Linked DNA regions of Bos taurus: region 2 is linked to region 1. The links are chromatin contacts, called in public Hi-C maps. All regions are on one chromosome and are shown on one strand. The core of a region is the stretch at or near the end of the contact, and the rest is flanking DNA. Distances in the headings are between cores, read along the strand shown. Region 1 holds the start of DEPDC7 (DEP domain containing 7). Region 2 overlaps TCP11L1 (t-complex 11 like 1).

Region 1 (3,019 bases), core at 369-2,868:
CAAGAAAATGAGTGGGTAGTCTATCCCTTCTCCAGGGGAACCTGATTCTTTACCAGCTGAGCTATCCAGGAAGCCCGAGAAGAGAAGGAATATATCAATGTAGCCTGGAAATATCTGTCCAGCAATGAAGGTGGAATTTGAATTAGGCCTCCAAAATGTGTAAAATGTGGACAAGTAAAAAAAGAGCATTTCACCAGATAATTCTTTGAAATGTTATATAAATCACCAAAGTAGTCACTGAGGTCACCTGCCTTTTTCAAAAGATGCAATATTAGTGTTTGTCAAGATTTGTTTTCACAAATAGGATGAGCGTTTTATCTACCACGTAGTGAGGATGGACTTGTGCATTCAGTTACACGGTATGGGGTAGATTACAGCTAATTGCTCTGCTGGGTACCTGAAATCCCTCCTAAATGGTATCTTATCTCTGTGAGCAACAGTCAACAGAGAAATGACAAAGGAAATTTTTTGAACAGTGGCGAGACTGGGTTTTACTGCCACCAGGGGGAGAGAGCTCATAAAAAAGGCCAATCCTGGCACCAGTTTCTAAATCGTAGGAGCCCGTGTCTAACCTACTCAACTGGGGTGCCCAGGGTCGCAGTTTCTCGGCAAGTGTTTTTTGATATAACCATATGTATGTATTCTTCTAAGCATTTTGAAGGAACCACGTGTCGGAGCCTTTTCCAATAAGCTAACTCCCATATAAAAACTATTCTGATTTAATAATCTGTTCACACGGGCACCCTCCTTCTGAAAAGATATTTATGTGTGCCAAAGGTTTAAAATGATTGCTAAATCCCCAAATTTCGGGAGTAAAATGGGGGCGCAAGAATTTGGCAACTAAATTATTGGTCTCAGACCACTCACCCGAGGTACCCCAGCACTGGGTCCCTGGATTTCCTGTTCTCAACTTCCCCTTAACAGCCCCCCATTCCCTTCTTTCCTAGCTCTGTCCCTAACCCACTTGACCCAGAGTTATTTTGGAGGCGGCACCGATTTCTTTGGCAGCCAGCCCCAAGGCAAGCCAGCTGCCCTCCTGGACTGTGAACTCTAGACATTGCTCTCCCAGGCCAGATAAAGATTTGTTCTTTACAGGAAGGGATGCGTGAAAAATTCGAAGCATTTATCATCATGACAGAATTTCAAGCACTTATGTTCCAGACCCAGCAACTAAAATACATGAATTAGCTCGTGTAATCTTCATAAAAATATTCCGTGAAGCGGGTACTGACATTGCCCCCGCATCACAGGTGAGGGCACTGAAGCCCAAGACAGTTAAGCAACAGAGCTAATCCACGGTGGATGCGCCTTTCACCGAAGCTGGCTTGAGCCTGGGCGCGTACGCCAGTCTGCGCGTGGGCTGTGCAGACGGCGGCGAGATGCTGGTTGCATGCGGCCGGCGCGGACTCGCAGGGCTCAGCACACCAAAACGCTTCCCATCTGGCTACCTCCAGGGCGGGGGCGGGGCCCCACCTTTCCCTCGCTGGCCGGGCCGCAGGTTACCGTGGGCCGCGGCCGGCACGTGACCGGCGGCGAGCGGAGCGCGGCGGGGGCGGGGCCTGGCGGGAACCCCGCCCCACCCCGGGCCAGTTAACTGGCTGCTCCAACGCGGGCGCCCACTTCGCGGTGCGGTCGTCTGAGGCGGTCCTGTCCCGGCGGCCTGCGGCCATGGCGACGGTGCGGGAGAAGGCGGCGGCGCTGAACCTGTCGGCTTTCCAGAGTCCGGTGCAGAGGCCTCCCGGTAGGTGCCGAGGACCCGGTCCGAAAACGGTGGGGGCCACAGGGCGGGTGGGGGACGCAGGCTGCGATTCTCGCCCGGGCGGCGACCCTGCCGCGTTACAGCCAGGTCTGCAGCGGCCTCCGCGAGCCCCCGCACTGCGGTGGCTCCTTGGACCCGCGCCCCCGCGGGTGGGCTGCCGCGCCGGAGGCTGCTGTCCTCGCAGCCAGCTTTCTCCTAAGTTCCCCAGACTTGAACTTCGCCGCGCGCGAGTCTGTGCGCCAGCTGCCTGCCGGGCATTCTCAGTAGGTCTCCAAACGGGCTCCACATCGTTACTGGTGACTGTCTGAGCCACACACCGTGCTTCCACGGTGTAGCCAGGGGCCGAAAGCCTCTCTTGCCGGCTTTGTTCCCCAGACTCTTCCTGGGAGGGCTGAGAAGTTTCTGTTAATGTAAGTTTAACTTCTGCCGCCAGGAACTTGGCATAAAAAGCATTTATTAGTTACGCTTTCCGGATAAGGAGTATTAAAATGAACAGAAGTTTTTGATTTTCAGTGGTTGCTTGAGATTAGGGGAGACAAGTGATTTTTGCCAGCTTAATCATGTCTTAGAGGGCAGGTTACTTAGAATGTTAGTATGCTACATCTTGGTTTCTTTAAATATCCAAACAATTGAACGGAATCGGATGATCAGTTAAAATTGCTGATATGTTAAAATTCCGATTCTAGTATACCCTACATCTTAGTAGATAGAGTTAAGGAGTCCAGATAACACTTGGCTTTCTTGTTTTCCTTTTAGAAAAGTTACACTCCGCCCCCGCCCCTCTCTGTAGCTGCTATGCAGGATGCTTATAGGATAAGCGTAAGTTCCCTTGTTATTAAGTCTTTCATTTGAACTTATGAGTCCTCCCTCAAGGTGACAGTGGTCAGTGGATCGACGTGGGTAAAACTGGGTACATCTCAGTGGCCCCACTTTTGTGTTTTACTTAGAATTAGAAATGCTTCTTTTAATTTTCAAAATGCTAATGGTAAATTGTGATAGACAACCACTTCTCATTTGTAGTTTGCTAAGAACTATCTTAATATCGATCTTACTCTCCAATTGAAAGGATTCAAATAAGCATCTGATGGGTACATTCAGAATTTCTCCAGTGTTTACAGTGTGAAGAGAAGGGGAATACTTCATCATTTAGGAGTATAACATCAGCAATACTGGAAACAGTCTTGAGAAATCTTTAGGCTTACTTTCTGAGTGAAATTCCCAAATTTTACGTGATTAAAAGCCTTGTCTTCTCTAACAGCC
Region 2 (3,019 bases), core at 174-2,673, 47 kb after region 1:
CTATGTACCGGCTTTGCCACAGATGACCTCACAGTAAGCCTAGGAGGTAGACACTATTTTTTAAACCAATTTTACAGATGTGGAAATAGGTTTTGAGGGATTTTTGACCAGAACTTATGACCACAGGGATTTCCCTGGTGGTCCAGTGGTTAAGAATCCGCCTGTCCATACAGGGGACACAGGTTCACTTCCCCGTAGGGGAATATTACACATCCCATAGGGCAATTAAGCCCACTCACCACAACTTTTGAAGTCTGTGCTCCACAACAAGAGAAGCCATCTTAGTGGGAAGCCCTCACACTGCAACTAGGGAACGCCTGCGAGTACAAAATTGACCCACTCAGCTCTTTTTCTCAACCAGTATTGTCCTGCGCCTCAGGAGACAGCAGGGTTACAGTTTACAGGCTGAAGAGCCTTAGAGTAAGGGTCAGGTGCCGGCAGCCGGTCAGAGTCACTCGCAGCATGAAAGCCGAGGTTTCCCAGAGCTGGTGGCCTATAGAATGCTGCCTCCAGAGGCTAAAGGGAGAGCGAAGCCCAGAACCGAGAGCTCGGCGTGATCAGCGTGTGGGCAGGACCAGAGGTGTGTCCGGCTGCAGCCGTGAAGAGCGGACTCCAGCCGTGCCCTCGACTGCCCGCTTGGTGGCAAGGCGGCCTCCACTGATGGGGCTGCAGCCCACTCGTGTCCTGTCAGAGGGTTTTTTTTGCTCAGACAATGTGGACAGAAGCTTCATCTTCTTGCTCTTGTGTCCCTCAGAATCCCGGGTATCTACTCAGCTTAGAAGAGTAGGAAAGCATGCCGGCAGATGGGAGACAACAAGGTCCCCCCGCTGGGGTGGGGGTGTCCCCCCAAATGCCATGCAGTATGTACCAAACAGGTGACAGGACTTACCCCAGCGAGGCTGACCGGAAACCAGATTGATAGGAGGCTGAGATCTAGACAAGGACAAGCCTCATTTTCAGTGTGGAGGGTACTTTACACTGGGAACTCTAGCCAGCATCTCCCCCCATCTGTCCCTGGGCAGGAATTTTCACATCTCACTGAGCTGGACTTACCAGAGCTTCCAGCCGCGTGTCATGCATGAGTGGCTGGGGTGGGAGAGAAAAGAGCAAAAGTCTGCCGAAGATCTGAGGTGGCAAGACCAGGGTGGTGCGCTGCGCCCGCCGTCACGGTCAGCCCTCACAGCCGCCTCTGGGGTGGCGCTGGTGCGTGCATACTAAGTTGCGTGTCGTGTCTGACTCTGTGCGACCCCGTGGACTGTATTTTCCAGGCAGGAATACTGGAGTGGGTTGCCATGCCCTCCTCCAGGGATGCCATGCCCTTCCCGACCCAGGGATCGAGCCCGTGTCTCTTATGTCTCCTGCGTTGGCAGGCAGGTTCGCTACCACTAATGGCACCGGTGCCAGACCTTTGATTATGTTAAGAACCTTGACAGTCAGACAGACTACGACGAACCTAAGGTTACTCAACTGGTAATTGCCGGTCCTGTGATGTAAACCGAGGTCTGTTTGATGCCAAAGTCCATGTTCTGTACTTTACCACACTTCCAGGATGATCTTCCCTAAAGTAATTCTGGGAAGTGTCTGAGAGTGTTCAGTAATGTTCCAAGTCTTGCTTTTTCACAGATTCCCTGGACTTTGTCACCCAGTGGCTGCAGGAAGCCACAGATGACCTTATGAGTCAGAAGTATAAAAACGCGCTGCCAGCTGCGGGAGGGGCCGCCGGCTCTGGGGACGGTCCCCAGCTGGATCCCGTGGCCGTGCAGAATTACGCGTACCTGAAGCTTCTGAAGTGGGACCACCTCCACCGGCCTTTCCCTGAAGTAGGTGCTCCAGGGCAAGCTGACTGCTCATTTCTCTCTTGTACTGCTGAACTTCTGAAGAATAGTTACAACTCACATAGAGAAAGTTGTTCGTTTGTAAACCGTATAATTCCTGGGTTTTTAGTACATTCACAGAGCTGAGCTTCCATTACCACTGTTTCATTTCGGAGCATTGTCATCACCGGAAAGAAAACCCTGGACCCATTAGCGGTCACTGTTCTTCCCCCTTTCTCCCCTCACCCCTTGGCAACCTACTCTCTGTCTCGATGGATTTGGCCTATTCTGGACTTTTTGTTTAAATGGAATCGTACAATATTGGCCGTTCATGTCTAGCTTCTTAGCATAAAATTCATCCATGTTGTAGCATGTATCAGTACTTCATTCCTTTTTTTCAAAATTGTGGTAAAATATATGTAAAGTTTACCCCCTCCCCACGTCTTTTTTCTTTGACTGAACCCTTTGGCCTGTGGGATCTTAGTTCCCTGAACCAAGGATGGAACCCCCCCGCTGCCTTGGAAGGCAGAGTCTTAAACTACTGGGGAAAGTCCCTCCCATCTTTACGTGTGCAGTTCTGGGCATTAGGTGCATTCACATGACTGGAGCCATCACCTCCACCCATTTACAGAGCAAGCTGAAACTGCGCTCTTTAAGCACTCCTCGTTGCTGTCCCCTCCCGTCTCCTCTGTGTTTCTGGATCTGACTGCTCGGTGCTGCATATGAGTGAAATCACACAGTGCTTTGTCCTTTTATGTCTTGCTTATTTCACTTAGTATACTATCTTCAAGGTTCCTCCACGATGTTGCCTGTGTCCGCACTTCTTTCTGAGTCTGAATCTCTTCCATTGTGTGGCTCGCCCCATTTTGCCTCATTCATCAGTTGATGGACACTTAAGTTGTCTCCACTTTTAGGCTCTTGTGAACTGTGCTGCTCTGAATATTTGTGTACAAGTTTTTGTGTAGACATGTGTTCCCGCTTCCCTTAGGTATGTATCTAGGATTAGAACTGCTGGGTCACGTGGTGACTCTTTGGCGCTGCCAGACCGTTCTCCAGAGTATCTGCCTCGTTTTGTAATCCCTCCAAGAGTGTGTGTAGCTGCTAATTTGTGCTGCAGAGCGTCTGTCCTGTTTTTACTCATCCTGAAGAAAACCCTAACTCAGCGATGTTGCTTTTCAGTTTTATCTAAAGAAACTGCTTCTCCT

Evidence for each region. Hi-C and Micro-C count contacts between places; a contact is called where the count stands out from the background.
Region 2: a contact with region 1 is called in a Hi-C map of liver, with 2.1 times the contacts expected there. The contact joins the enhancer-like site here to the promoter of DEPDC7 in region 1. A contact is called at or near these places in 2 of 11 Hi-C or Micro-C datasets (liver and an unstated tissue).

Annotation. Positions count from the first base shown.
Region 1 is chr15:63,657,772-63,660,790 of ARS-UCD2.0, forward strand. It overlaps DEPDC7 (DEP domain containing 7), which reads left to right and starts at 1,619. Exons shown (of 9, transcript NM_001192730.2): 1 at 1,619-1,741. The coding sequence starts at 1,669.
Region 2 is chr15:63,705,223-63,708,241 of ARS-UCD2.0, forward strand. TCP11L1 (t-complex 11 like 1) reads left to right here. Exons shown (of 10, transcript NM_001205472.1): 7 at 1,624-1,820. Among named protein-coding and RNA genes, the nearest start is that of TCP11L1, 21 kb to the left of the region's middle. Within about 2 kb of position 1,424, at least 7 of the 102 cell types and tissues checked have an H3K27ac peak or open chromatin away from gene starts, as enhancers often do. A contact at or near this core is called in liver, where this site is marked.